6 separate regions of the Mus musculus genome follow, and regions 1, 2, 4, 5 and 6 are each linked to region 3. The links are chromatin contacts, called in public Hi-C, Micro-C and promoter capture Hi-C maps. All regions are on one chromosome and are shown on one strand. Each heading gives the region's core, a stretch centred on a gene start, on an enhancer-like site or on the middle of the called end of the contact. The rest is flanking DNA. Distances are from core to core; before and after follow the strand shown. Region 1 holds the start of Ankrd9 (ankyrin repeat domain 9). Region 2 holds the start of Tecpr2 (tectonin beta-propeller repeat containing 2). Region 3 holds the start of Amn (amnionless). Region 4 holds the start of Mok (MOK protein kinase). Region 5 overlaps Tecpr2 (tectonin beta-propeller repeat containing 2). Region 6 holds the start of Eif5 (eukaryotic translation initiation factor 5).

Region 1 (4,792 bases), core at 1,530-4,029, 290 kb before region 3:
GAGTCCCCACCCTCTGTTCCTGTTCCTCTCCTGCTTGGCTCAGCTGTCACCTTCCCCGGGACTCTAGGTCCTCACCCTTATCCTTGGCTGAGCAGCGAGTTCGCACACTTGAGCAACTTGGCAGCCCTACCCCAAATACATGCAACAGACCAGGCAGATCCCTCTGTACAGTCAACGATCCATATATGTAAAGTGCCAAGTACAATGCTCTCAAAAAAATACTTCTGTCCCCATATACTGTGTCAGGGTCCCCTGAGTCTAGCCCTTGCCCGTGAGGTCCAAGGGCTGCAAAAACGATGGCAGAGGCAGTTCATCTAAGGCCTCCGGGAAGCGGCCAGGTGAGATAGTGGTGACCAACACCTGCATGGCACGGACAAAGAGGGAGGGTGGCGCCAGCCCTGCCAGCCACTGGAACTTGTCCTCACCCAACAACCGCTGCCAGCGTAGCTGGTCTCCTAGCAGTTCACATCGAGCTGGACCTACGACGCCCCCCGGGGTGTACAGTACTAGCAGGTCAAGCAGCAGCAGGCGGCGCTGACACACCTCCTCAGACGAAGTGGTGTTGGCGGTGGCAGCATTGACCGTGGCAGAAGCTGCCTCAGCCTTAGTGGGGGCTGAGCTGGCGTCCTGGTTCAGCTGGCGCAACAGCAGCTCCAATGGTGTAAAGCCACTGCCATCTCGAAGGCCTGGAGAAGCTCCGTGGCCAAGCAGCAGAAAGAGGCACTCGGGGCGTGCGAGCTCACAGGCCACATGCAGCGACGTGCCACCGCCCTCCACGCGGCTGCAGCCACGGCGGTCGAGGAGGCGCACGCGCTCTTCCACTGGGAAGTCCTGCACCGTTCGCAGGATGCGCCGCAGGATGCCCACGCGGTTGTAGCGCACCGCCAGCGCCACGTGAGGCCCAGGCGCGGTGCAGCAGCGGAAGCCCGCGCTAGGTGGGGCGAGTGCACACCGCGGGAAGGTAGCTAGCAGGTAGTGTGCATAGGCTTGGTGGTCGTGCACAAGCGCATAGAGCAGAGCCTCCGAAGGCGAATAGGCCGCAGCGCGCCCCCGCTCATCACAGTGGAAGGCTTCGCTGGCACGTATGTCCTCGAGTAGCCAAACTGGCAGCTGATCTCGCACTGCCAGGTAGAAGGCGAAGGATGACTTCCGGCACTGCTTCTGCACCCGCAAGCGAGCTGCGCCGGGACCCTCGGGCCCTCCGTTGGCGCTGCGTCCAGGCCTGGTGTCCCACGGCATGCTGGCCTCCGGGAGTCTCAAAGCATGGGTCACACCACCCCAGACCAACCTGTGAGACGAAGTAGGGTCGAATGAATCGGGTCTGCCAGTCACTGCCCCCAGCTCTATTCTCTCCTGGACCCAGAACCATTCTTGAATTTCTGCACCTGCACTTCCTCTCTTGCCTGTGCTAGAGAAGGCTGGATCTGCTGGAGCCTTCCGTGTGCCAACCCTCTGCAGCCCTGGAACCTTCAAAAAGCGCTCCTTTCACACCTGAGCCAGGTCCTTCCAACTGCAAATAAAGAGGAACCCATGGGACATCGCAGAAGACTCAGGCTCACAGCACAAGTTGAGCCCAAATCACCCTCACACCCCCAAATCCAGCCCCAACTCTACTTCTACCCTGACCCCAAGAGACTACTCAAACTTCTTTCCAGGAGGGTCGTGGAGATTATTCACTTAGACCTACCTGGTTCCTGCAGGCGGCCCTGGGTTCTGTAGATGCAGGTATTCACTCTAACACACCAAACCTCATCAACAAGAAAGTGGTGGCCCAGGGCTGGCAGTGCGCCCGCCCGCAGCCAGAGTTGGAAAGTGGCTCTGGCTCTTTTATCCACAAACAATTTTCCTGCCCATCAGGAAGGAGCTCCTGGGAGGAGGGAAAAGGTGAAGTCAGTGGGGGGATTGGAGCATACACCACCTGCAGTCCTCTCGAGGTCCATCCACATGAGGCCGATACTGCCATCTCACTTTTCAACGGGGGACAAGCTAGTCCAAGGTCAGTCACCAAGTCAGGCTGAGCCAGGACAAGAGCCTAGGTCTCCTGCGTTCTGTTTGAGGGCCGTTCCATACACTGCAGACCCCAGTTTAAAAACCCTACCTCCACCTTGGGTCCCAAGCCTCAAACCTGAGCCCTGGCCATTCACCCTTGGTCTCCCTGCCCAAGAGCCCTACTGCCTCCAGCAAGGGTAAGCTCTAGGTTACAAGGGACCTGGGACAGCCAGAGGGCCTCGTCCACAGTGTCATGACCATTAACTGGGTTACAGAGGTGAGCACTATAGAGTGGGCTGCGGCAGACGCCCCTCTGAGGGGATTGGCATGACTGCAGCTCCTCCCGGAACCTGGGCCCCCTGCGCCCCAGATGCACTGTGTGGGCACGCGTGGGGTGCCGGGCGGGTTACGTAAAGTTCGGCCGCCCCACGTCACTGGGCAGAGTCACGGCCGCGGCTCTGTGACTGGAGCTTGGGCCGCCGGCCAGATCCTCCCTGACCCCTCCCGGGGCGCGCCCGAGTGTCTGCGGGCCGGTGGCCAGGATCAGGGGCTGCACCTGCGCACCGGGGCGCTCGGGGCAGGCGACTCACCAAGCCGCGCGACCCTGTCCCTGCGGCGGGCCGGAGCGCGCGCCGTCCATGCACGGGCGAGCAGACAGAGATCCCACGACGCCGGGAGCGGAGGCAGCGCCCGCTGCACTCTGAGCCGCCGCGACACCGTCTCCCGATGCCGGTGCTGGTGCCGCCGAGGGGAGGGCGGCGGGCGGCGCAGTGCGGCCGGGGCCGGGCAGGACCGCGGGACGGGCCGCCGCCGCCATTGGCTCACGCCGCCGGCCCCCGCCGCTACCCATTGGTCGTCGCGCTGCACCATTGTTGCGTCACGGGCCAGGGGGCGGGACTCTCAGAGGGACCCGCGGAAAACTTCGGAGAAACTTGAGGGCCCCGAGGTGGCGGGGTGGGGAGGGGTGGTGAGAGATGCCGGGCACCGGGCAGAGCTTGGAGGGCGGGACGTGATGGAGGCGGGGCGAGTCCCGGCAGGCTCCTGGAGCTGGATCTGTGCGGTCCTAGACTGCACACAAGAATAGGCTCCCTGGCTTGCGCTTGCGGCTGCTGCAAGAGTCCTGCTCTGGGCTTCCCTTGCTCTGACCCTCACTGACCTTGGGGAAACATCCAGCTGTTACCCCATCTGCGTGTGGGAAGGCCTAGAATAGGACTGAGCCCTTAAACTATTGAACCTTGCTCTGCCCTGCCAACGCCCTGGCATGGCTAGCCTCGGCTCCAATCTCAAAAGAAAGGCATGGATGCATGCGTGTATAAGAGCTGTTTATAGTGCCTATTGTGTCGTCTTCTGGGCTAAACGCTTTCTTTCACTTTGACTTTACCACTAACACAGGAGAAAAGGGGGGGGGGCAGAATTATGATGCCTGCTATGAGGTAGATAGTTATTTAAGTCCAGTGTGAGTTGGCACATATCTTTAATCCCCGCACTCAGAAGGCAGAGGCAGGTGGATCTCTGAACTGAAGGCCAACCTGGTCTAGAAAGCAAGTTCCAAGACAGCCAGGACTACAGAGAAACCCTATCTCAAAACACACACACACAGAGAGATAGAGAGAGAGAGTCGGTTGTCCAAAGAAAGGTACACTTTGGGGCTGTTTTTCACTCAGGCAGAACTGGGAGCATGTTCTAGCCTTCCCATGGCTGACCCTAGAGCCTGAGGGAGCCCCTGACTTCATCAGGGGTGTGGGAGTGCCAAGTCCATTCCAAATGCACAGATGAAAGCTGCCACGCCTGGACCTTGGGACTCTCACCCCACCTTACCAGAGGCAAGGATCCCCCTGATGAAATAGTTCCAAACTCCATTCACAGGCACGGCCAGTTTCTTTTCCACAATGCCCTTAGAGGCTCAGTTAGGGCCAAGGGTTCCTGCAGCCTCCATCCAAGCCCTTCCTCCTGCCTCTGTCCAGCAGACAGCTAGCACCTTCAAAGCAACCTCCCCTCCCCTACCTCAGAGCAAATGTGTATACAGCCTTCAACCCTCTTGGCTCCTCTGTGCCAGCAGGGGCTAAGGGACTTTAAGCTGGAGTCTCTCTCACCTGGCTCCTTTGAGTAGACTTAAGCAGGCATACGTGTACACACACGCACATACACACGTGCACACATGGAGACTTCCTGTTATTCTTCACCTGTATTAGTCAGGGTTCTCTAGAATCACAGAATTTATGCAATGTCTCTATATATTAAGGGAATTTATTATAATGACTTAGTCTGTAGTCCAACTAACCCAACAATGGGCAGCTGTGAATGGGAAGTCCAAGAATCTACGCGGTGTTCAACCTCACTGGGCTAGTTGTTTCAGCTAGTTGAAGGGGAAACTTAAGTGGTCTTTGGAAAGTCATTGTGTCAGATGGTGTTTTGCTGGGGCAAACACGTGAAGGAGTGTTTTCCTGAAATGGGCACAGATGAAAGACTAAGGCAGACTGGTGAAGGAACGTTTCACTGAAGTAGACACAGGAGAGAGGATATTCTGCTAAATCAGGCCCATGAAAGGACATGTGATTAAAAGAAAGAAAGGAAACGTGATGAAGGATTCTTAGCTAACGAAATGCATGTAATTCTGCCTTATATTGTGTAGTTGAGCTGCGTTTGTCAGGACTCCATAGAGAGAACCACACACACACACACACACACACACACACGACCTTGTGATGTGCTGCAGTTTCTTGCTGCTTCCACAGACTCGGGCTGATTTGCAGAGTGATATTTTGCCCATGGTGAACATGTGATGCCTGGAGAGAGTATAAAA
Region 2 (4,980 bases), core at 1,959-4,458, 380 kb before region 3:
CCGTAGTAGGATTAACATAAATAAAAAACAAAATGGGGTTTTGTGTCAGCATGAACCTCTGAGCTGAGGTATAAATAAGCCAGGGAAAGAGGGTCAGCATGGGTCTTATGTGAGTGACCATGAACTTGGTGACTACAAGAAACAGGACAAACCCAGCATGAAGAGGCTCAGAGACACAGCAAACCAGGGCTCACATGGCTAGAGCCATAGGCCACACAGGCCACTTCAAGCACAGCAAAGAGCAGGCAGTGACCTGGAGCAGCTCGGGGTCTCGTCTCATGGTCCACCCTCACTACCAAATGGGTAAACACTTGGTCACCTGTGATAGAGAGTGGAAGGGGTCCCTGGGGATGAGAGCGTCTGAGTGCAGATGGCACAGAGAAGGGGGGTGGGGTCAGAAGAGGGCCCCGAGCAAAACGCCATAAAGAAACCTACTTTGTAAGCTAATTAAAATAAATACATGATGTAAATATGTTCTACCCTCCTATAGGAAGGAGGAGGCAGTGATGAGGACATTGGACACTAGAGGATAATAACAGAATTCTTTTCACTTTTCATTTCAATCTTAATTGTTAAACATCCCCTCACTTGAAAGAAAGAAAGCCAGGCAGCCAGCCTTTAAGGAAAGAAAATTCTTTGGGTTTTTAGTGGAGGATTCCATATGTTAAATTCCATATGGTAAAAGTGTCAACGCAGCAACACATGAAAGGCTTGCACACACAGGTACAATGTCCACCTTTAAGACATGAAATATAACTTTTAATTGTATCTTCACATCTAAATGATCAGATTATTTATTTAGTTAGTTAGTTCTTCGAAATAGGGTTTCTCTATGTAGCCCTGGCTGTTCTGGAACTCACTCTGTAGACCAGGCTGGCCTCGAACTCAGAAATCCACCTGCCTCTGCCCCCCTATTTTTTTTGTTGTTAGGGTTTTATTGCTGTAAAGAGATGCCAAGGACCATAGCAACCCTTATAAAGGACAACATTTAATTGGGGCTGGCTTACAGTTCACAGGTATAATCGATTATCCTAATGGTGGGAAGCATGGCAGGCAGACCTGGTGCTGGAGAAGTTAGCTGAGAGTTCTACAATTAGTTCAGCAGGCAGCAGAAAGAGACATTGGGTCTGGCTTGACTATCTGAAACCTTAAAGCCCACCCACTGTGACATGTCCTCCAACAAACTCACACCCATTAGTGCTACTCCCTAAGAGCTTCCGGGGCAGATTTCATTTTTAAAGATCTGTTTTTATGTGTGTGAATGTGTGGGAGTGGCTGCTGAGGCCAGAAGGGTGACTGGTGGCCTGGAGCTGGAGTTACAGGTGTTTGAGAGCTGCCCAGTGTCATGTGGAGATCTAAATTCCAATGCTCTAGAACCGAGCCAAAAAATCTTCAGCTTCCAGTTTTATTTTTCTGTAATTTAACAAAACCTTCTTTAGGAGACTATACTATTTTGAGACTCTCTTCTTCTGACTTCCAAATTTAAACGCAACCAGAATTTATAGCTAAAATTCTACTTGTATATAATTGCTAACTTATCTGTAAGTTGCAATAAATATATTTGCAATAGTTAAATGCAAAAAGGGAAGTCATTGTCCTGGTTACTTTTGTGGTTAACTTGGTCAACCTGGGAAGAGAGAACCACAGTGTAACAACTGTTCGTGAGGATGTCTGCATGGTGAATGATGTACAAGGGCCTAACTCTCTGTGGTGCCGCAGCCCTTGGGCAATTGGTCCTGGGCTGTGTAAGAAACGATCTGAGGGGCTGGAGATGGCTCTGCGGACCTAGCACCCAAAAGAGGCTTACAATCAGCTGAGATTCCTATTCCAGAAGATACCATGTCCTCTTCTGGCCCCTGTGGATACAGCTGACACATGGTACGTTTACATAAATGTAGGTATTATACACGGAGAAGAAAATCCTAGGAAAAAGCAAGCCAGTAAGCAGCTATTCTTCATGGCTCCTGCCTCTGGTTCTGCTTGGGTTCCTACCGAGTTCCTTCATAGATGGATTGGGACCTGGAAGGGTAAGACAAATAAACCCTTTCCTTCCCAAGATGCTTTTTGGTGACGGTATTTTACCATGGCAACAGGAAGCAAGTTGAACAGTTATTTCCATCAAGAAGTCTTCCTGGACTCTCCCCCCCCAACCCCCGCCGCCGCCGCCCCCACTTCCACCCCTGGTTGCATTACGAGTCACTGCAGTAGACATATTATCTCCTATTCGTTGGCTGTCATCACATCCCCTAGTGAGTCAATTTCTTCTATTTCTTAATTCTATTTTCTCCGCAGGACTGAGTTCAACCACAGTAGGAGTTATGTCTTGTTCCCTCCCATAACTTGCACACACAGCTGATTGAGAATCAAACGGGCTCCATGGAGGAACTGCTCTCACCTCCTGCATTACATTCGTCCTTCTTCGGTAGGGGTCCCTAAGGGTGAGGATCACGGCTGACTAAGTTTGCCGGACCCACTTAGGAACCAAAAGCACAGCTCTGACTTCTAGACACTCAGAGACAAATGGGGAGATGTCAGTAATGTGAGTCGCAGGGCAGCTGGTAGAGAGAGAGGCACAGCAGTTTAGCTGCTTACCTCTTGTAAGCTACCAAAGCAAAACGGGACTCAGCAAGCCATACGCTAACGCACTGACCCATGCGACACGAACCGACAGAGACAGCCTTTATTACACACTGCAAGCTCCACGGCCCGTCTTACTGAATGCCGGAGTTTAGGGAAGGGTTCTCCGAGGGGCTGGCACGTCAGGCTTGGCTCCAATGTGCTCAGGGATGCTCTGAGCGTCACACCACTGACACTTCACGCACATCACCGCACTCAGACGACACTCACACCGTAATGAACAAGGCTCCCGGCAGCCCACGAGGTCCAGGCGCGCCCTGCATGTCACGTCGCGCGCGGACTCATGACCTCCCCCACCCACCCTCCCACCCCTCATGACCACGTCCACGACCTGCAGCCCCCACAACTAGGGAAACACAGCACTGTCACGCACCTTCCATGCGGCGGCCCACAGGTAGATTCCTGAGAAGACCCAAAAACCCGCCTGCGAACTGAGGAAGTGACGTCACTTCCGTCCTTGGGCCCGCCCACACTTGTGGCTCTGCCGCTCTAGCCCTCCGCGGAGTCACTGCTACTCTCTGAGGCCTAACCCGTTGCCTAGGCAACAGGCTCCCAGCAGCCCCTGCGGCCCGGAGTCCATCCCGCCTCCTCCGGGTTGGCGGGGCTGAGGTGTCCTGAGGGGCTGCCGCGGGAGGTGAGTTCGGGAGCGCGCGGGCGGGTGCCGGACGCCTCCGACGTCCCCGACGCCGCCCCTCGCCTTTCCTCCCCCTGGCAGAGCCGCCTTCCCCTGTCTCAGCCCCTCAGCGTCTCCACAGCCGCGTCGCCGTCCCCCTGGCAGCCGCCGCACGCGGCGCATCTGTCAGCCGGAGTCTGTGCAGAGCACCGGGCGTCGCAGCGTTCGCACACCGCCCCGGGCCGCCCTGGCGTCCCGGCTCCCCTCGCTCCTCCCCTCCTGCCCCACCCTGCATCCCTCTCGCGGCCGGCTCCAGGCTCCTCAGCCTGGAGATTGACATTGCGTTCTGTTCTGTCCCCCCGATCCTCAGCTGGATCCCTTACATTGCCGCTGGCTTGGCCGCCCAGTAGGAGTTGAGTAAGGGTTGGTTAAATGGATACCGAATGCCTCCCGGTGTGGCCCCCGAGGCGGAATGGACAGTGAATGGGGTGACCCTGGGTCAGACTCGGGGTCAGGTCATTGCGCTTCCCCTTCCTACCCGTTTACTGGAGCAAGTGTCAACTTCCTAGCTTCAGTTTCGTCATCCGTAAAATGATAAGTTTTTATCTTGGGATAGTGGAGGATTAAATGGGTCAGTGCATGCATGCACAGCCGACCGTCCAGGGTCTGACTGAATATGATCAAGGTTAGTCTCTGCTGTCACCCACACGGCTCTGTGGGCTTCGCTGCTTTTTCCTCTAGTCCCTTAAGTCTCTGGTTTCCCATTTCTTTCCATCTCCGTCTTTACTTTTCTTTCCTACCCTTTGTGCTTCCTTTCTTTCTCACCGATATTCAGGTATTTTTCTGTTCCATTTGTTGGCAGCATGTGAGGTGTATCGTTTTGTCGTTGACTGGAATGATCATTTGCAGCCAAGGTTTTGAAAACTTTTGGAGCAGGGAGTTGTGGGAAATCAGGTCCTAGGTATGAAGTTGCTCTAGTCTCTTATCGCCAGAGAGTCCTTGTCTTCGAAGCTGTTACACTTTTTGTACCTACTCGCACCCAGCTGTAATGCTGATATACCTGTGATCATTTTGTTTGTTTTTGCAACCTGACTTACAGCCCGTGTTTGTTCATTCATTGAGTGTTTACTAGACTTCCCTCATGCCAGTTGCTGGGCCAGGCCCTAGGGGTGTATGCTTACACTTCACACCTAGTCACTCCCTCAGGAAGGTTGGAGTCTAGCTCTTGAGATTTCAAACCTGAGAATCCCGTCTGGTTTGGGAATCATGGATGGGTAAAATGAAATAAAGTCCTTCAGGGGTTCACTCCCCCCCCCCACCCCGTAACTTTTAAAAATCGTGTTTTATGTGAATGGATGTCTTGCCTCCATGTGTTTTTGTGTACCCACGTGTGTGAAGTGCCTACTGAGGTCAGAAGAGGGTATCAGATGCCCTGGAAGTTAGCTGCCATGTGGGTGCTGGGAATTGAACTCTGGTCCTCTGGAAGGGATACCCTGTGTTACAGGCTGAGCTACCTCTCCGAGAGCCCTAAGCAGTTGTTTTGATGTAGCCACATTGTCTTTTTCAATGGAAGACTGGTTCTTATTGGGTTGGTTTTCAGTTTTTCTTAGGGAAGTTATCTTTTGGGGTTGAAGAGCTCGGAGTCCATTCATAGTAGCCTCTAATTTAAACAAAATAGCTGCTGGCACTTAGTGGAGAGGAGGAAGAAAGCAGACGACAACAATGATCTT
Region 3 (4,748 bases), core at 1,034-3,533:
CCTACCCTCCCCACAGCACTACGGGGCTGTCATCCAGGGTTCCCACAACCCCAAGAGGTAGGACATGAACTGTAATGGCCAAGAACAAAATAAATGGGCTATAGCATTCTTTATGCAGTTTGAATGAACCAGTGGAAAACCTCCTGGTGACTGTTTCAGTGGCCTAGTGAGGGATATGGCTTCCCTGGCACAAGAAGGTTGCCCATGTACAGATAAGTTGACTCAAGATGCCAGTCAAGCCAAAACTGAGCAACTGCCAAGCCCCTGGCTCCATCCTTACCCAAGGAGTACGCCTGTACTACTAGTTACTCCATAGGGTCTGCATTTCTTCTACTTCCTGTGAAGGTCCTGACCACAAGTGTGTGCCCACGTGTGTCGGGCTCATATTCATCCCCAAGGGCTTTCTCTAGACACCCTGCCTGCTCCTGGTCCCGGCCACGGCAGCTGTAAACTCTTCCTTCTGCTGTTGTTCCAAGCTGTTTCTTATGGGAAGCCTCTTTGCCCAGGTACTCTGACTGACTGCCCTTCCCATGTGACCACCATGGGGACACCCACCTAGCACTTGTGTCCCATGGGTCAAACTGGCTCAACAGTGAAAGCCAGAGCCCAGTCTGTGACAGTGCTTCCTCTTCAGGAATAAAACAACAGACAAGAAGAATGTGACCTCCAAGAGTCTCCTTTGTGCCTGACCTAGCTGGAGGCCAAGAGCAAACTTCCCTCAACACTTAATTCCTGCCTCTGTACAATCCCTCCAACTCTGCCTCCCATCACCCGCACATCCGTCCACCATTCACAAGTGTACCATCACCAGACAGACGTCACAGCATCCATCCATCCGTTACCACAAACTTGACCCCAAGGTGATTCCTCTAACACCCCTACTGTGGCAAAACACCTGGCAAAGGTGGCCTCAGGAAAGAAAAGTGTGTTTGGGCTTACAGTTGGAGGAGACGGCAGGGAGGGCATGAGGCGGCTGGTCATACTGGTATGTCATACACATCGCGCTGTGGTATGGCTCAGGAAGCAGAGAGGAAGACTTTCCACAGTCAGTGCAGGTCTGGCCCGATCAGTGTCTGGAGAGACCTTCACAGCCACAGCCAGAGGTGTGTCTGGGGTGAACCTGCTAAGCTGGCTGTGAAGTCACACCATGCAACCCACCAACCAAACCTCATCTGCCCACAGTTCACCCACACTCCTCCCTGGTATCTTCTTCAGGCATCCATTTTTGCCCCACAGGGACATGTGACTGGGCGGGGCTGGATGACAAGAGACAACTCCCGAGTGACATGTTGACCTCTGGGCTGGGAAGCTTCTTGCCTGGGGTAGCCTCTCATTACCCCGTTTGCCCGATCTCCATCCTCTTTCCGGCCCTGCCAAGGGACCCGCCTCATCTACTGTCTGTTTCCACTCATCCCACATAAAATCTGTTACCTCTCCTCGACCTTCCTGTTACCTCAGCCAACACTCCTTGCAGATGGACCCCACCAGCATCTTCACCCCACTTTCCCAGCATCCTCAGTCTGCCATCCACCAGACATCCCTTCCGGTCCACTCTTCCCCCCCACACACACAACCTAGTCATGTCTACAGCTGCCATCACTCCCACCCAGCCACCACCCACTGTCCCCTACCCACTCATCCACAGCTATCAGTGAGCCACCCTCTACCATTAGCCCAGTCACTCTCCAGCCACTGTCATCCCCATTGCTATCAGGAATTTAACATCCAACACCAGGTGCCACTGTCAATGATGTACTCACAGAAGCCCTCCTCAAGCCACTGCCACCACCGTTTGGTGACTGGCCCACCCGTCATTTCTCTCACTGGTGATTCTCCATTCATCGTGCACCCTGCCTGTCACCTCTAACCTGCCTTCATGGCCAGCCTACCCAGGCACGTCACTCTCTGCCTTAGCTCTCTTTGTTCTCTTCCAGGACCTTCACGCGCCTTTGACATCCCTTCCGGTCTGTTCTGCAACCCACACAATCCCTGCAGAGCACACACCCAGGCTAAGACTTCAGGCCTGGAGAAGATGGGCAAAGATGGCTGAGTTCCAGGGTTCTTGGCCACCTCCACACCGTGTCACCGGGAAAGTCAGGACGACACCCTCTTATTGGGTACCCAGGGTCCTGGGTCCTAAAGGGCAGATGCTAAAGCCGCTGAGAAGATTCCTCCAAGGGCCCTCAGGAGACAGCTGGGCGATCCCAAGGTAAATGTGTAACATCTGGGCGCCCCCTGTCCCTCAGCCCCGCCCGGTCACGTGGGGCCCTCGGAGCGAAGTCCGCATCTGTGAGAGCCTCGGCGGAGAGATGGGTGCTCTGGGCCGGGTCCTGCTGTGGCTGCAGCTCTGTGGTAGGCCCCGTGTCCCCCTGGGTCTGGACCTTGATTGAGGCTGAGGTTTCTCTAGGAAGGGTCGCGATCGCAGGAGAGGTTGGGATATGGAGGTGGCGTTGGCAGCCTGCCTCAATTTCCCGGTCCTCTGGCGTGGGTTGGTAAAGTTTCCAAAGCCCAGGAAGTGGAGAAACCGCAGCCTATTCCCGTGGACCTCCCAGCCCCTGGCGCCTCCTCTGTGCACAATCGGGACAGGGTCGCCAACTCCGGGCTCTGGGACCCCTCTCTGCCCCAGTGAGCTTCCCGCCAGAGCTCTTTCCTAAGGGCCGATTCCCCTCCGACCCCCCCCCCCCCGGGCAGTCAGAGTGCTGTGAATAGAGACGACGTTCCGAGGGAGGAGAAGGGCATGTTTGCGCGGGTTCTGTAGATCAGCTAAGAGTGCGCCTGAGAACGCCGCGGTGGGGCCTGACCGCCTTGCGCTGTGTGCACCTCTGCCGCGCCTCTTTGGAAAGTCGCCTTCCCAGAAGGCGACACTCAGCCTTCCTTTCTTTAGCAATGACTCGGGCCGCCTACAAACTTTGGGTCCCCAATACCTCCTTCGATACTGCCTCCAACTGGAACCAGAACCGGACCCCGTGCGCGGGAGATGCGGTTCAGTTCCCGGCGGACAAGGTACCTTGGTGGGGGGTTGAGGGGATGAACTGGAGGTGGGGAGGTCGGTCAGCCTCGCGCCTAACGCCACCTCTTGCTGCAGATGGTGTCGGTCCTGGTACGAGACAGTCACGCCATCTCGGATATGGTAAGGCTCGGGGCTGTGGCCTCAGCGGGCATGGCTGGCCCTGGGTCGTGCGCCGCCATGGAGCCTCTGGGTAGAGACAATCTCTGGGAAAGGACATCAGAGAGTACGTGGGGTCTCCCAGTCCAGCTCCACTGTCCCCTCCCCCACAGTATCTAAGTGCAGGGTGGGCTCTGGGAAACGTGCCTGCCCTTCCCTTCCTGGAGGCCATGTTAACAAGCTACCAGTGGCCCAGCTAGCCGGAGGGTGAGGAGCAAGAGGTTAAACAGCCCCTGCCTCCCCTCATGCTAAGGCTATGTGCTTTATAAATAAAGGCTGATGGTCCCGAGACCCTAGTTCAGACCCTGTGGTTGGAGCTAAGAATGAACTCTCTCTCTCTCTTCCTTTCTTCCTTAATTCCTTTTCTTTTGGTTTTTCTAGACTGTGTTTCTCTGTGTAGCTCTGGCTGTCCTGAAACTCACTCCGTAGACCAGGCTGGCCTCGAACTCAGAAATCCGCCTGCCTCTGCCTCCCAAGTGCTGGGATTAAAGGCGTGCGCCACCACGCCTGGCTCTTCCTTTTGCTAATTTCCTAACGGGATGACATGGGAGTTCCACCTTCTGTTCCAATTCTCCAAAAAAAGACTAGCATCCTCCAAGCAACTTGTGCACGCAGAACCACTAGAGGCCAGAAGGGGGCGCCAGATCACAGCCGGTTGTGAGCCACCATGTGGACCGGGAGCCTGCATTCTTTGTAAGAGCAGTCTTGAACCTTAACCAGTGGGCCATGGCTCCAGCCATTTATTGTCTGTTCATATCTTGGAAGCTGGGATAGTCTCTGTCTTTGATATCAAGCATACCTGCATGTGTGGATTAGGTTCTGCTTGCTGGCGCTTCCGCTGAAGTCTGCTTTCCCAAGCTCAGGTCTGGAAAGCTCTCCCCATTGTTTCATGTCTCTGCCTCAGCCTCCCTCAGACAGTAATTTGGTACTTGGATGTCCACCCTTCCCCTGGACTCCTCTGCCGTCTTCTGTGGAGCCTGGATGTGGCCACCTGTCACTGAACACCCACAGCTAGACCAGGCCTGGTGTTTATCTACTAGTGCTAGGTCCCTAGTGGGGTAGCTTTCTACAATCTCGTCTTATTTCCTCTTCCGTTCTGTTCGTTTATTGTGATGCTAGGGACAGAACCCAGGGTCTCACAAATGCTAGGTAGGTAGGTGTTCCATCCCCGAGTTCTACCCCAGCCCTGTTCTTTATAAGAATACATTCCATTCACATGGTGTGTGTGTGTGTGTGTGTGTGTGTGTGTGTGTGTGTGTGTGAGAGAGAGAGAGAGAGAGAGAGAGAGAGAGAGCGCCCATCCTGAGGTGCCACTGTGCTTACAATACATCATGTCTGTTCCCACCCGTGGGTGGAGTCCCTTGGCGTGGGTGTACCTGGCCTATGTCATCTCCTCTGTCTAGGGTGAGCCTTTGGACAGGTCTGAAGCTCTAGCAAGGCCAAGTGGGGACAAGAGCCTGGGCTGTGGGTGATGACTGGTACCTGATGGCCCTGTGAGGAGCAGCTCCCGTGGCCCCGTCTCCCTAAGCTCTGGGACAAAGATGGAGGGATGAGGTCCCGAGGCTTGGGGAACCAGGAAATA
Region 4 (4,463 bases), core at 1,424-3,923, 430 kb before region 3:
TTAAAAAAAAAAAACCTCTGATAGCATGGCAAAGCATGTATTAGGATGTATAATTTTGCTTTTGTTTTTGTAGGTATGATTAAATAATCCATTAAAACATTTACATAGGGGCTGGAGACATGGCTCAGTGGTTAAGAGCACTGACTGCTCTTCCAGAGGTCCTGAGCTCAAATCCCAGCAACCAGATGGTGGCTCACAACCATCTGTAATGAGATCTGATGCCCTCTTCTGGTGTATGTGAAGACAGCTACAGTGTACTTACATGCATAAAATAAATAAATCTTAAAAAAAAAAAAATCAGACAGGCCAGGCAGTGGTGGCACACACCTTTACTGCCAGCATTTGGGAGCAGAGACAGTCGGATCTCTTGTGAGTTCAAGGCCAGCCTAGTCTACAGAGTGAGTTCCAAGGCAACTGGGGCTACACAGAGAAAGCCTGTCTCAAAGAACCAAAAACCAAACCAAACCAAAAAACAGTCTAGAGAGGAAAAAGTAAGGACTCTAATTAGATCCAGTAAGGACAAATGTCTTCAAGTAAGGATTGGTCAAGCTCATCTTCTCTCTCGAGTCGATGTCTTCCATCCACTGGGCCAGCCAGGCACTCACTCCCAGTCTGCATGCCAGACACAGTGGTGTCTTACACACACACACACACACACACACACACACACACACCGTCTTACCTGACCCCTCAGCATCCTCAGCATCTTCCCTGGAGATTGCTGTCACTACACCTGTTTAAGGATGAGAGCTGAGGGGGCTGAGAGGCGGCAGGGACTCCTGAGGCTGTGGGTCTGCCTAGCTCCGTGCCTGGCTGCAATGTCCTCCACCTCCAGAGCGGATGCTCTTAACTTTACCCTGGGACACCTTGCCACTCACTATGCAAATGACTTACAAGGCAAAGGAGGAGGACAGGAAAACTGGCTAAACCTGGGTGTTACCAAAACTTTGGCCACAATCCACTTTCTGGAGGCCTAGGGTGGTGATGGTGCACGCCTTTAATTCCAGCACTTGAGAGGCAGAAACAGGCTAATCTCTGAATTCTAGGCCAGCCTGGTCCACAGAGCTAGTTCTAGGGTAGCTTTGGCTACAAAGGGAAACCCTGTCTTGAAAAACCAAAATGAGCCGGGCGGTGGTGGCGCATGCATTTAATCCCAGCACTTGGGATGCAGGGGCAGGCAGATTTCTGAGTTTGAGGCTAGCCTTGTCTCTCTCTCTCTCTCTCTCTCTCTCTCTCTCTATATATATATATATATATATATATATATATATATAAAACTTAAATTTTTTTAAATTAATATTTTGCATATATAATTTGCATTTTATGATGTGTCTATTTTTTAACTTTTCTTAAATTTTTTTTTGTTTTTGTTTTTCTCCTCTTTAAGTGTGTCTATAGGATCTGTGGTGAGAGAGAGAATACTAGAGAGAAGGGTGTGGAGGGAGAGAGAAGATACCATAGCTGGGGTGAGAGGAACACCTGTAGTAGTGTCTGTGGTGTTTAGCACTGCATATGCCTGAACTTCGAGCTCTTTGGGAATCTCTTATCTCTGCTCCCATCTCACCATAGGCATGCTGGGATTGCAGGTGCATGCTACTGCATCAGATTTTGTTTTTGTTTTTTTTTGTTTTTTTTTTGAGACAGTTTCTGTCTAGTAGGCTTGGCTATCCTGAAATTTGTTATACTGATCAGGCTGGCCTCAAACTCATGGAAATTCAACTGCCTCTGCCTCTAAGTGAGGGGAATGAATGCGCCCGTCACTCCCCTCAAGACCACATTAATCTTCCTTAAAGGGAGTGACACAGTGACACAAGACTGAAGGGTGAATGAGATGACTTATTTTTTAAATGTTATGTCATTTATGGTACATAGAAATTACTGCACTGCAATTAAAATGTAGTGTCAATTTGATATTGTAACTACAGAGAACACAATCTAATCACGGTAAGAGACTACACTTCTGGCTACACTATCACAGGCAATCATAACCGTATATCTATGAAAATCAAACAGCGGTCCCAACAAAACCGACTTGTCTAGTCGCATTTGGACTCCAGGTTACCCACAAACCCGGCACTAAGTCCAGTTTTCCAGTCCTTCTATTTTCTAGAAAGACTGCCTCATCTCCCAACTTCTAAGCAACCGTTTTACATTCCGCTAAAAGGATGCTTTCAGAACCACAACTGTTTAACTCAGAAAGTAAGATAGGCGGCCCAGCGTCCCTCTCGAACGCGGTTTAAGCCGCCGTCCCGCAGGGGCGGGGAGCCACCGTGTGAGCGCTCAGAGCCGACGGCCAATGTCTTGAGATTTCAGATGCGATCCGACAAACGAACGAACGAACGAACGAACGAATGAGCGAGTGAATGAACGAAATGACACAACTCCTCAAACTCCAGCAGAACCCGCTGCCTAGCCCCGGGTACCTGCGGCGCCGCCCCGCAGGCCCCGGGGACCCTCAGCCCTTCTCCGGCCCCACTCACTCTTCATCCTGAACGCGGATGACGCCGTCAGCCCCTGGACGGCCCCGGACCGAAAAGAAAAGAGGAGACTGTGGTACCGGCCTTCTCCCTTCCAGAGGTGGCTTCCGGCTCGAGGACCTTCGCGGTGGTCCCTGGCTGGGGAGCGTTAGGATCCGGCCGCCATATTGTATTCCTGTCGCCTTAGCAACCGCCAGACCCTTAGGAGGGAGGGGCGTTCCGGAGACATGCGTATACGCATGCGCAAAGGAGAGGGTTTAAAAACCGCTGGCCCGTTCACGCATGCGCGGTGCAGCCTGCCGCCTCGGTTCGGTCGCTACGCAACCTCTCGCCGCTTTAAATTTAAGTATAATTTCTTACCTAGTGAGTAGGCGACCTTGGTGGGACTGACTCTTCCCAGCTCTCCCGAGAATGTAACGATGTTGAACCAGACGAGAACAATTTCCTTGAGCTTTAACTGCCTGTAACACTAGTTGGAGCCTGTTCTTGACAACACCTACAGTTGAGCATCAAAGCAGCCTGATAGCTACTGCTGTGTAATTTGTAAGTTTTACTGCTTAATTCAACAAACATTTACTTTGCTAAAAGTAGTGTTGCACGCATTGGAGATATAATGAAAAGCGACCTAGACGAGATCCCTAAATTCTTGTTACTGTAAAGTGAGGTTGAAAAATTCTCACCCCATGCATTTAAATTCAAAAAGAAAAAAAGGGGAAAAAAAAGTCATGTGGGTTGTCTAAAAATAAACTGCATTTAAATTCAATAAAGAAAGAAAGAAAAAGAAAAATCCTTACCCAAGTGGTCGCAGTGAAGACTAAATGAGATGTCCCTGGTGCCCCACCCAATTCCTAGGGGCTTTTGCCTAAGGCTTGACAGGGTCTGTCACACTGCAAGTGCTTAATAAATGTTTGTCCAAAAGCCAGGGGAATCAGCACCTGTCACCTCTGTATCATTCTTATCTGTCTAGGGGCAAGCCTGATTTTAAGCATTGAGGATTCAGGACAAACTTTACCCTTTGACCCAGTTAAACAGGCAGATGGGAGAAGTGTTTTTGCTGACTTGGGCAATAGAAACCATATATCCTGTTGTTGGAGTCCCAAGATGATAAAGAGCTTTGTCAGGGGCACCTCCTGGTGGATCACTGAACCCAGACACCAGCCCATGGCTTCTGACTCCCTGTGTTTCTGTGCCCAGAAGAAGTTGGGCGCAAAGGGTTTCAACGTGTACATATTTTATGGAGGGTGTGTTTCAAACTGGCCCCTGGAACAACTGATGTGTTTTAGCAAATTAGAAGTAACATCTGGGGCTGGCGAGATGACTCAGTGGTTAAGAGCACCAACTGATCTTCCAAAGGTCCTGAGTTCAAACCCCAGCAACCACATGGTGGCTCACAACCATCCATAACGAAATCTGATGCCCTCTTCTGGAGTATCTGAGGACAGCTACAGTGTACTTACTGTAATATAATAAGTAAATAAATACATAATAAATAAACAAATAAATAAATAGAAAAATAGAAGTAACATCTGAAAAGCCCTTCTGTTTGTCTATTTTTCTTTCTTTTTTTTTTTTTGTCTAACAGTTTTCATATGCACACATTGGGAGTGAAACATTTAAATTATTTTCATTTCCCTATTTGTTTTCTGTTTCTCCATCTCACCCCAAGCCCAGAATTCACAAGCAGGACTTCGGTTTCTCTATGGAAAATGTTCTGCCTTCCTGTGACTGTGTGTTCCAGAGCTCTATGTCAAAATTTAAAAATGTGAAGAGGAAGATAAAAGCTAGAACTCAGTGACTGAGCTCGATCACCAGCCGCTGCAGAGGGGAGAGGAAGGACAAGCTTAGAGTCATGGAGCCTTAGTGAAGAAGGCCAGGAGAATCAACTCAGGCGTCTGGAAAAAGCAAGAGACACAGAGAAAAGGGGGTTGTCACACATTCCTGCTATTAGTCCCAGCACTGTGGCTTGGGGCTATGGGTGGAGGCAGG
Region 5 (4,717 bases), core at 642-3,141, 330 kb before region 3:
GTGGTCACCTGATATAGAGTGTTAGTTGGCAGATCACATCTGTTGGTATATCTTAGAACTTTAGCTTAAGAAAGCCCTCGCCCATGGAAAAGGATCCTGGAGCTCTGAAGTTATCTACCAAGCTTTGCTGTACCTGGTCTTGCTCCAAATAGCAGAAAAGCTGAGAAATGTTGGGTTGTTTGTTTGTTTTATAGGACAAGGGCTAAGTGAAAAGTTTGCTATGGTGAACAAAGCCAGGTGGAGAAAAGGTAGAAACCATTCTCTTTCATAACACTAGCTTCCATATCAGGTATTTGTACAAGTGTGTCTAAAGTAAACCTTTTTTAGCTTTGACTTTTAAACAAATCCTAGCACCATGGGACCAGCATGACAGGTCAGTGGGTTAGGGCTGACACCAAGCTTGAGGACCTGAGTGCCGTCTCTAGGATCCATATGGTGGAAGGACAGAACCAGCTCTCACAAGTCTTCTGCCTGCCACACATGTGCTATGTATAAGGCACACTCGTGTGTGTGTGTGCATACACATGGTTACATTAGACAAGTAATACAAATGAAAAGAATAGCAACAAAGCTTTAGTGTGCAGAATTGAGACAGAATCTCATCCACACTTCCCCAGCTGTTCCCATACAGCAGGCCAGGAGTCCAGAGGTTAGCACAGGGCTTGAAAGACTGTAGTGTAGATAGTTGTGATGCTGTTCCCATAGGGTATCTGTCATAAGTTAAGTGTACAGAAAGATGATTTACATACATGTGTTGATGACCTTGTATAAAGTAAGGTCTCTTGATGTGATGTCATGTAGTCCTAAGCATTCATGGCCTGTATTCTGTGCAGGGCATGTGCACCAGGATAGCTATAAACATAGCCCAATTGTCAAATCATGAACTTACTTTAAATGTTATGCTTTCTGTTGCAGACTTTTTTGTGGGAGGGGTTGTATGGTTCTTGAGTGTGGACTTGCAAGGTGACAATGTCTTGTTTTGACGAGTGGTTGGTTACACCTTCGAGCATTACTTAGGAAGGGTATTATGCTGTGTGAAAGTGTTATCCAAGGATGCTATGGGATCTTCCACAAGGACCAGAACTCCTATTCCAGAATGTTTCTGGGACTGGATCCAAGGAGAGCGGGGTTAGGCAAGGCTTCTCAAGGATCCTTTGACGTCAGTATCCTGCCTACTTGCCTTGTTGGTAACAGTGTGATGAAGGCAGCCGTGTCCCCTGCACAGAACTCACTGGCCTCTGTCCTTGTTAGTTTGCAGAGAGCTGGATGGGCTACTCGGCTCCTGGCTATGGCATCCTCAGCTTGGCGGTCTCGGAAAAGTTTCTCTGGTGCCTGGACTACAAAGGTGGCCTGTTCTGCAGTCCCCTGCCTGGTGCAGGGCTGCGCTGGCAGAGGTTTGAAGATGCTGTCCAGCAGATGGCAGTCTCTCCCTCAGGTTTGCCTCCCAGCTCCTACTTCCCAACCCCCAACACAGCTCCCAGCTCCTAGGGCAGCTCTCCTTTGGCAACAGCAGTGTCAACAGATTGACCTTCCTGCCAGCTTAGCTGGGTACTGTTAAAGATCATGAATGCTTCCTTTGACACTGGTTAGGGTGATGGGTGTTCGGCATACTTGCTTGATTTTTTTGGTTTTTTATTTTATTAATTACAGAAATAACACAAGGAACATATTTTTGTAAGCTATACAAATAATTTGAGTTTTGAGGTTTTTTTTTTATTTTCTCCCCATGTTGGAACATTAAATCCTCATAAAAATAACATATTTCGGTTTGTCAGTGTTGCTCTAAAACAACTGAAGTAGTGAGGCCAGGCCAGGCCTGTAGGTGTGTGCTGGATGTTCCCTGACTGCAGTCGCAAAGGCCTCACACTTTTGTGCATTGTTTCGCATTTTAGTGAACCCAGGAGACTTATTTTGAATACAGTCTGTTAGGCTGAGATAACTCCCTCATCTATGGAGACTCGTGTACTTGTGGTTTTCTTTATTTCTGTTTGTTTTGGTTTTAGACATGGCTGTATAGCACAAGCTGACCTTGAATTCACTGTGGAGTTCTGGCTGGCCTCAGACTGGGTCCTCCTGCCTCAGCCTCCCAAGAGCTGGGCTTATAGGCATAACCCCACTATACTTCATTCGCATTTTCCTAATGCTAGATATGTGCTTATCTCTTTTGAAGCAGTGGGCATCGTGGAGGAGAAACAAAAGAAAGGGCATTCTTGTTAAAGTATTAGTTTATTAGTTGTTTGCTCACTTTCTTTCAGTTTGCTTGACACTTATTTTCCCCTGGAGACTGGGTGAGATAATAGCCCACTCCATTAGCTGGTGTTGTATAATTGTATATCTTCATTTTTTTCCTGTTTCTGTCACATACTTTTAAGCCCATCCTTCTAGCCATTTAGAAGTGTTGATTCTCTGCTGATTGTATTAATTACTTTTTATTTTTCCAACTATTCCTTGGCTGCTGTGGTTGGAGCTGTCTGTCTGTCTGTCTCTGTGAGATCATCTTTCTCAGCTGAGACCCACACATCTTTGGATGCCTCGGGCCCTGTGGTGTTGCAGGGCAGGGCTAGGGGAGAAGCTTGTACATGACTTCTCGGAGGCCTCCGGTAGCTCAGTGCATTCATTCTTTGGTATCCTCTCCTGGCCTAATGCCTTAGCCTCCACTCACAGTGCCTCTGGCCTGCTGCCCACCTTCCTCATTTCCTTTATCCATTCCTCAGAATTTTAAATGAAAACATGACTCACATACACATAAGTGATCCAAAAAAGGCCCTTCCCAAGGTCCCCAAAGTTAGTTTTGGGCACTAATTGTGCCTTATGTGTCAGTAGGCACGTACCTAATGAAATGTCAGCTCTCTCTCCCGACATGAGTGAGTGACTGCCTTGTGCCCACCCTGTGCTATGTGGTGCATCCCCTCTTACATCTAGCCTTTAGATCAGTTCTAAAAGGTGGAAATGACCCACCTTTCAGTTGAGAAAAGTGAGACTTAGATACATTCATATGTTGACAACATAGAGCTGGTGGGTTTAAACTCTGGCATGGTGGGCTCTTCCTGAGGTGGAAGCAACAAGATGTATTATAGAAAGCTGCCCCTCTCAGGGCTGAGAATGGAGTGTTTGTGTAGGGGAATCTCATGTTTGTTGAACAGTGAGTAGAGTTTTTTTCTCCTAGGGGCTCTTCTCTGGAAGATTGAACAGAAATCTAACCGTGCTTTTGCTTGTGGCAAAGTCACCATCAAGGGGAAGCGGCACTGGTACGAGGCTCTGCCCCAGGCTGTGTTTGTGGCCCTGAGTGATGACACAGCCTGGATCATCAGGACCAACGGAGATCTGTACCTTCAGACAGGTAGTCGAAGGCCATGTACATTGTCCTTGTCACTTGCTGAATCTGCAGCTAGACACATTCTGAGAGCAGTCACAGGATGCAGAGACCGAAAACCAAGTTAAGTGAGAACATTTCTAGAAGCACTGTTTCCCATGGAAGAGCAGTTGCCCCTGACACAGACTGGTCTGGGCAGGGATGAATAGGTGACTGAGTGCAGGGTAGGATGCCTCATGGGGCAGAGCCGGCCGTTCCTGCCGCTGCCCATACCCTGTGCATACCCTGGAGTATCCAGGCTGAAGAGGAAAGCAGGAGCAGTCATGACTTGACAGACATCTCCCTCTTTTCTCAGCTAGGTCACAGCCCAGCACCTGGACACATACTTACATGTGGATTGGGGGAAACAACAAGAAGTAACTTGCTGTAAATAGCAATTGACTTGTCCTAGGAAACTGCCCTTAGGGAAACCTTTAGCTGCTAGACCTGGCACAGTGGGACTCGTTTATTAAAAATACACTGTAATGAGTCAGTGTCTGTGTGCTGTCAGCAGGGGGAACTGTGTGCTGTCAGGGGGAAATGGCCTTGGGAGCAGGGGGCTCTGTCTGTGCTGTCAAGGGGCCATATGGATTTACATGAATATTGATCTAGTCATTTAATACTGATTCTGAGAACATGGCTTCATCTTTGGAGTGAGCTATCAGCCGGGAATGGTTCTCCACCTGGCTCTGTCTCAGTGTGGAGGTCATCACCTGGTCATCAGCACTGCCAACTTCATGGACATGTGTGGGGCTCTAGCCTTCAGCTTAGTTAATTCTCGTGTATTTCAGTGGAAGTTGGATGCTCTGATACACACATGCATATCTAGCTTCTAGGACATTTGACTTTGGTCATGGTAGGAAAGGGGGGATACTACACGTAAGGAAGGAGCAGGTGACCTCCAACCATGCTGTCAGAGCAGTGTCCACATCATCCTTACTCTTCCTGTCCTACTGAATTGGAATCAGTGGTTGGCACCGATTTGCAGAAGTCCTGTGGGCAAGTCCTCATAGTTGCAAACTCTGCTGGTACTCCTGTGATTATACTACTAGGACGTACTTGCTGGCCAAAGCAATAGAACATGGATTTACATATTATCTGTCCAGCCTGCTCCCTCAGTAGTTGCCTTTGATGTCATTTAGAAACATGACACACATTACTGACAGGCCACAAAGAGGTGAGGGGAGCTCCCTGGAGCTGTGACTCTGCATAAGCCTTGCAGTATGATAAGTCTGGGGTTTTACCTGAGCAGTTGTACATGAAAAGGTATCTATTATGAAAGACCACAGATAGCAAAAGTACCAAAAAAAGAAAACCACAGATCAAAAGAGTGTGACAAGCTTCAACTGAGTCTGCGGGGCTCTT
Region 6 (5,052 bases), core at 332-2,831, 270 kb after region 3:
CTTAGAAGTTGTCCATAATAACAGCACTAAAAATTAAAAGCAACACTAGCATAAGCTTTTATATTTTCATCTCCTTTGTGGCTGTCCTGGAACTTGTTATATAGGCTAGGCTAGCCTGCCTCTGCCTCTGGAGTGCTAGGATTAAAGGTGTCAGCACCCCTGGCTCCTACAAACTTTTAAAATGAAGTTAAACATCAGGCCATCGAACATACAGAAAAGACCACTTTGTATAGTGTTACCAAAAATACTTTTGTGAGACAAGCCTCTTACCTCGGACTGGTTTCACACCCTTTTCTGAGAGTTTCTAAAATATTGCCATTTGAGTTCAGCCAAGCAAAAACTCAATCTTTTCCAATACTGCCAAGTCATGATCCATGGCTCACAGAGGCACTGCCTGAGATCTTTCCACTTTAACGAGGGGGAACCTGGATAAGCACAGAGCCGTAAAAACTGTAGAGCCATGGACTGTGAAATAAAAGCTACAGAAGAGACACAAATCTTTCAGTTCTGCATCTTGTCTTTAGTCTCCCTCACGGACATGGTCAATTAGCTTTACAGAGCTTTTAAGTCATGGGGAAATAACCTTGGATTTGGGCAAAATAAAATTGATCTTTCCATTTTAACCTTGTTACAAATTCTACTGGCGTAGAACAAAGGGCAGCCCTTCTTCCACAACACTGCTCTTTCTCCCCATCCAGGAAACCAGGCAGCTGCTGACTAAGCCAGGCTGCTGCTCTCAGAAGCCCTGGGAAGGTGGAACAGGTATTTCTATATTATTAGTTGGACTCTGGGATGATTTCAACTCTCAGTCGAAACTTTTACCAAAAAAAGAAGTTTTTTTTTTCTTTTAAATAATGGAAGAGTGTCTAGGAAAGAAAAAGTCCGGGCTCCTCTTCCGAACATAAATTGTTAGTAAATAAAACACTGTTGCCTCCTCGGGTGCACCTGCAGGGAGTCACAGTCACCAACCAGCCTGGCCTTTACAGACCGGGCTGGGCTGGACGGGGTGGCCCTACGTGGCGACTGAGCCCCGAGGCGGGGGGATGGCCAAACCTCGAGGCACAGCCGGACCTGACTGGGGTCGAGACCACCCTAAGTTGCGCGGGGACCCAAGCTACACAAAAAAAGGTTTCTATCGTGGGAAACCTCAGAGCCACAACCGCGGAGTCTCGGCTCGGCGGCGGCTTGGCTCCCCGAGCTCAGGGAGAGGCACCATATGGGATGACAGGCACGGGCCAGGCAGCAGGAAGGGTGGTGGGAAAGAGGCAAGGGGAGCCGCAGTGTCGGGAGCCTCCTGGCGCGGTCCAGATGAGCAGTTAGATCACGCGTGGCCCACAGAGAAGCACCGTGGACATAGCCGGCCCGGCCCCGCCCCGAGAGAGGACTAGGCAGGCGCCATAGTGCCTGAACGCATAAACTCAGAGCGAGCCGGGCTATCGCGAGACCGCGAAGGCCTCTGGGAAGGACGGAGTTGGGGGGGGGAAGGGAAGGGAAGGAAGCTGGGACAGGCAGGAGGCGGGCCGAGACCACGAGTGGAGCCCCAGGAAGTGGAGGGCGGAGAAGCGTGAGATCGACGTGCATGCGAGCCAATGACAAGAGAAGTTGGGAGGGCCTGCGGCCAATAAGCGGTGGCTGCCCGGTACAAGGGGCGGGCTCCGGGGCCGAGGGTAGCTTGAGCGCGGCGGCGGCGTTGTTCAGTCAGAGCGAGAACATTCCAGAGGTGAGTCCGCGGGGGGCGGTGGCCCGCGCCCCTGCCCTGCGCTCCCGCCCCTCCACCCCGCGGGCCGCCGGCGGGGGCAGGCGCCGCCCGCCGCTCACTGCCTTGTCCCCGCCAGGTCGCCAGGCTCGGCGCTGCTGGTGTGGACGCGGACGTCGCTGGGACAGTCCCTCCCGCTGCTCGGCGGCGGCACCTGCCCAGCCGCCCCTCCGCTCGCCGCCGGCCCCGCCGCTCCGGACCCGGTTTCCAGCGCCTCTTCCTCCCAGTCCCGGGCGAGCCGCGTTGGGTTTATGTCTTTATTTGACGAAAACGGTGAGTCGCGGGCGGCGGGCCATGGCGGCGGCAAGATGGCGGCGCGGCCGCGTGACCCGCCGCGCGTGTGGCGCAGTTTGGGGGGGGCCGGGCCGTGCGGGAGCGCGCCCGCGCGCGCGCCGTGGCTGAGTCAGGCCCGGGGCGCGTTTGTGACTCAGGGAGGCCGCACCTCTGCCCCGCCGGCCGCCGGAAGGGGGAGGCCGGGCGACGGGCTGCGACCGTCGCGTAGCCATGGGGACGAGGGCGAAGGTCGGCCGTGCGCCGAGGGAGCGAGGGGAGGGAGCCCGGGCGCGGCTTCGGCCGTGGTCCTCGTGCTCCGACGGAGCCAATGGCTCCCAGCCTGGACTTGCCGCCCTGAAGCCCCCGGAGTCGCCGAAGCCGCCCCTCGGCGGTTGGCAGGTCCGGCTCGACGTTTCCCGTTTTACCACGATGGCAGCCGGGGGAGGCGCCATCGGCGAAGTTGGTGGCCCCCGGGCCTGAAGTGAGGGAGAGAAAGGGCCCGGATCCCCTTTTCGGCAGTTACAACGCTGTCGCTCGGCCGGGGCAACCCATGACTCGCCGGTGGCCTTTGATGTGACAATCTCCCGGCGGCTGAGGGAGCAGGGTTTGTGTTCCGTGTTGTCCTCCTCGTTTCGAGCAGTTTCCCTGCCAGTCACAACCCGTGTCAAAATGGTGGCCTCCTGGGTTCCTGGAGTTGTGCTTTGTTACATGGGGATGTCAGCTGTTTTCTCACAAGGACTCGGGCTGTTAGAGCTCGGAGTGTTAGTTGTGTGAGGGACTCGGGGACGGGAAGTTGTCCCGGGGAGGAGTGATGCTAAACCTGTAGGGTTGTTGTGTGTTTTCTCCTTTTCTCTTTCAGAGCTGTTGCGCAGCCATTGGTACCTGTATTGGGGAAACATAGCATACAAGCAAGAAGCTTACAGCCTCAGTGGCGAAAATTTTTTCATGTCAGAGACCGAGAACTCTTGCAGTCGTTTATGTCATCCCTTCTTCTCCAGACAGAAGATACCAAAAAGTTGCAATCAAAGATCTCTTCATCTTATTGATAAAGTCACTAATAAGCCAAAATGTCTGTCAACGTCAACCGCAGCGTGTCAGACCAGTTCTATCGCTACAAGATGCCCCGTTTGATTGCTAAGGTAATGCTGGTTTTTATTTTAGTAGCCTGTTGGTCCGCACACTCTTGATAGGTTTTGAAAGATTACATTTCACAGGGAAGACAGTGCAAAATTGAAATTCTTATTTCCTTTAGGTTGAGGGCAAAGGAAATGGAATCAAGACAGTTATAGTCAACATGGTTGACGTTGCAAAGGCGCTTAATCGGCCTCCAACGTGTAAGTAAAGCTTGGAGAAGCCTGAAAAGGTATATTATGGCTATAGTTTTTACAGTCTTTGAGCTATACATCTTTCCTCAATCATGTTAATTAGCAAGTTGGAACTGCGGACCTACTTGATTGGGTGTCATTAAGCCACCCTGGCTGTATTTCAGTTTCCCTGTAATTTTAACACGGTGAGTTTTTGTATATTCACGTGCAACCAGTGCTTTAGTTAACTATAATGGAATGTCTTGTCTTTATACAGATCCCACCAAATATTTTGGTTGTGAGCTGGGAGCACAGACCCAGTTTGATGTTAAGAATGACCGTTACATTGTCAATGGATCTCATGAGGCGAATAAGCTGCAAGACATGTTGGATGGATTCATTAAAAAATTTGTTCTCTGTCCTGAGTGTGAGAATCCTGAAACAGATCTGGTGAGTGCCTTTTAGGTTTTTTTTCAAGACTATCATGAAGAAAATTGGGTTAAATTAGTACTTTAGATGTCTTCTGGCACTTTTATAATGTAACAAAAACTTCTATCCACTTTTCCTTTTTGGCTGTAGATGACACTTGTTTTTACTTTCCTTAATAGCATGTCAATCCAAAGAAGCAAACAATAGGTAATTCTTGTAAAGCCTGTGGGTACCGAGGCATGCTTGACACACATCATAAACTCTGTACATTCATTCTCAAAAACCCACCTGGTAAGTCTTTTTAATAAATTGACTAGTAGAATAAAAGAAGATTTTTTTTTCTGTTGTTGCTATATAAGAATACACTATGAGCTCATAAGTGAATTTTATTGTTTGTTTGTGCATGGGGTTTTTGAAGACAGGATTTTTCTGTAGCTCTGGCTATCCCAGACCTCTGAATCAGGCTGCCCTCTGCATCTAAAAGGGATTAAAGGCATTCACCACCATGCCTAGCTCTGGACTTTGTGACTTTGACTGTAAGACATTGGAAAATGTCCTGTTTTATGTAGCAATAAGGGTGAAAAATGGCTGCTAAACCAGATGTCTGTTGTTAAGAGTCAAGGCTTATCTATTAAGCTACAGTGACTTTAAAGCATTGCAAGCAACACTCTGTGGCAGATGAACAAAACCGTCTGACACAATTTGAGCTTGCTATAGCAAGAAAGTCTAACCTATTCCGGTGTTCTCTTTCCCCATGAGACAAGCCGTTATATAGGCTCTAACAAACTTTTTAATTGTTGAATTGATCAGGTTTTGGATGTGGTATTGTTTAAATTTATGGGGCAAACTACCTGATACTAACCTTCTAATCTTCAGCCCCAATACTGTGTGTCAGTACTACTTCACCTTATTTTATAACCTGTGAAATATAGTAGTGTATTTGATCCCTGAATCCCCTCAGAATTCTTAGGGTGTTTTTTTCAAGACAGGGTTTTTCTATGTAATATCCCTAGCTGGCCTGGAACTCACTTTGTAGACCAAGCTGGCCTCAAACTCAGAAATAACTGCTGCTGCCTCCCAAGTGCTGGAATGGAAGGCATTTTTTTGTGTGGATGTTCTGTGTACATGTATGTCTGTACCACATGCATGCAGTGCCCTGGAGGCCAGAGGGGAGGGCATTGGATTCCCTGGGACCAGAGTTGTGAACCACCATATGGTTGCTGAGAATCTGAATGAACAACTTTTGCAAGAATAAGTCCTTAGTTGCTAACCAACCACGCCATTCAGAAT

The links. Promoter capture Hi-C pulls out the DNA fragments that hold promoters and counts their contacts. Hi-C and Micro-C count contacts between places; a contact is called where the count stands out from the background. Capture Hi-C pulls out chosen DNA fragments and counts their contacts.
Region 1: a Micro-C map of embryonic stem cells shows a contact between it and region 3, with 1.6 times the contacts expected there. The contact joins the promoter of Ankrd9 here to the promoter of Amn in region 3. A contact is called at or near these places in 3 of 39 promoter capture datasets (hippocampal neurons and liver), 4 of 484 Hi-C or Micro-C datasets (embryonic stem cells and reprogramming fibroblasts) and 4 of 115 datasets of contacts at active chromatin or transcription factors (craniofacial prominence, embryonic limb bud, forebrain and 1 more).
Region 2: a contact with region 3 is called in a promoter capture Hi-C map of liver, with 2.2 times the contacts expected there. The contact joins the promoter of Tecpr2 here to the promoter of Amn in region 3. A contact is called at or near these places in 1 of 39 promoter capture datasets (liver), 1 of 115 datasets of contacts at active chromatin or transcription factors (embryonic stem cells) and 1 of 9 other capture datasets (liver).
Region 4: a contact with region 3 is called in a promoter capture Hi-C map of liver, with 2.4 times the contacts expected there. The contact joins the promoter of Mok here to the promoter of Amn in region 3. A contact is called at or near these places in 2 of 39 promoter capture datasets (both in liver).
Region 5: a contact with region 3 is called in a Hi-C map of cerebellum, with 2.2 times the contacts expected there. The contact joins the enhancer-like site here to the promoter of Amn in region 3. A contact is called at or near these places in 14 of 39 promoter capture datasets (the 3T3-L1 cell line, 3T3-L1-derived adipocytes, the HPC-7 cell line and 7 more), 1 of 15 datasets of contacts at CTCF or cohesin (large pre-B cells), 7 of 484 Hi-C or Micro-C datasets (the G1E-ER4 cell line, the HL-1 cell line, the N1E-115 cell line and 3 more), 2 of 115 datasets of contacts at active chromatin or transcription factors (forebrain and kidney) and 2 of 9 other capture datasets (adipose tissue and liver).
Region 6: a promoter capture Hi-C map of liver shows a contact between it and region 3, with 2.3 times the contacts expected there. The contact joins the promoter of Eif5 here to the promoter of Amn in region 3. A contact is called at or near these places in 2 of 39 promoter capture datasets (both in liver), 3 of 115 datasets of contacts at active chromatin or transcription factors (all in embryonic stem cells) and 2 of 9 other capture datasets (adipose tissue and pancreatic islet).

Annotation. Positions count from the first base shown.
Region 1 is chr12:110,976,261-110,981,052 of GRCm38.p6, forward strand. Ankrd9 (ankyrin repeat domain 9) reads right to left here and starts at 2,780. Exons shown (of 3, transcript NM_175207.5): 1 at 2,580-2,780; 2 at 1,688-1,867; 3 at 160-1,288. The coding sequence starts at 1,239. The coding sequence ends at 259.
Region 2 is chr12:110,886,056-110,891,035 of GRCm38.p6, forward strand. It overlaps Tecpr2 (tectonin beta-propeller repeat containing 2), which reads left to right and starts at 3,209. Exons shown (of 20, transcript NM_001289510.1): 1 at 3,209-3,271. It overlaps Cinp (cyclin-dependent kinase 2 interacting protein), which reads right to left and starts at 3,090. Exons shown (of 5, transcript NM_026048.4): 1 at 3,011-3,090. The coding sequence starts at 3,017.
Region 3 is chr12:111,268,813-111,273,560 of GRCm38.p6, forward strand. It overlaps Amn (amnionless), which reads left to right and starts at 2,284. Exons shown (of 12, transcript NM_033603.3): 1 at 2,284-2,352; 2 at 2,885-3,003; 3 at 3,086-3,130. The coding sequence starts at 2,310. It overlaps Gm51960 (a long non-coding RNA gene), which reads right to left. Exons shown (of 3, transcript XR_003950150.1): 1 at 3,966-4,748; 2 at 3,008-3,213; 3 at 95-2,403.
Region 4 is chr12:110,838,266-110,842,728 of GRCm38.p6, forward strand. Mok (MOK protein kinase) reads right to left here and starts at 2,674. Exons shown (of 12, transcript NM_011973.2): 1 at 2,481-2,674. The coding sequence starts at 2,487. It overlaps 4921507G05Rik (RIKEN cDNA 4921507G05 gene), which reads left to right and starts at 2,764. Exons shown (of 2, transcript NR_152102.1): 1 at 2,764-3,020; 2 at 4,144-4,463.
Region 5 is chr12:110,935,025-110,939,741 of GRCm38.p6, forward strand. Tecpr2 (tectonin beta-propeller repeat containing 2) reads left to right here. Exons shown (of 20, transcript NM_001289510.1): 10 at 1,252-1,435; 11 at 3,167-3,340. Among named protein-coding and RNA genes, the nearest start is that of Ankrd9, 42 kb to the right of the region's middle. Within about 2 kb of position 1,892, at least 56 of the 459 cell types and tissues checked have an H3K27ac peak or open chromatin away from gene starts, as enhancers often do. A contact at or near this core is called in the G1E-ER4 cell line, cerebellum and forebrain, where this site is marked.
Region 6 is chr12:111,536,520-111,541,571 of GRCm38.p6, forward strand. It overlaps Eif5 (eukaryotic translation initiation factor 5), which reads left to right and starts at 1,582. Exons shown (of 12, transcript NM_173363.5): 1 at 1,582-1,720; 2 at 1,836-2,029; 3 at 2,889-3,168; 4 at 3,282-3,363; 5 at 3,611-3,783; 6 at 3,942-4,053. The coding sequence starts at 3,097. It overlaps Snora28 (small nucleolar RNA, H/ACA box 28), which reads left to right and starts at 4,427; the gene lies at 4,427-4,548.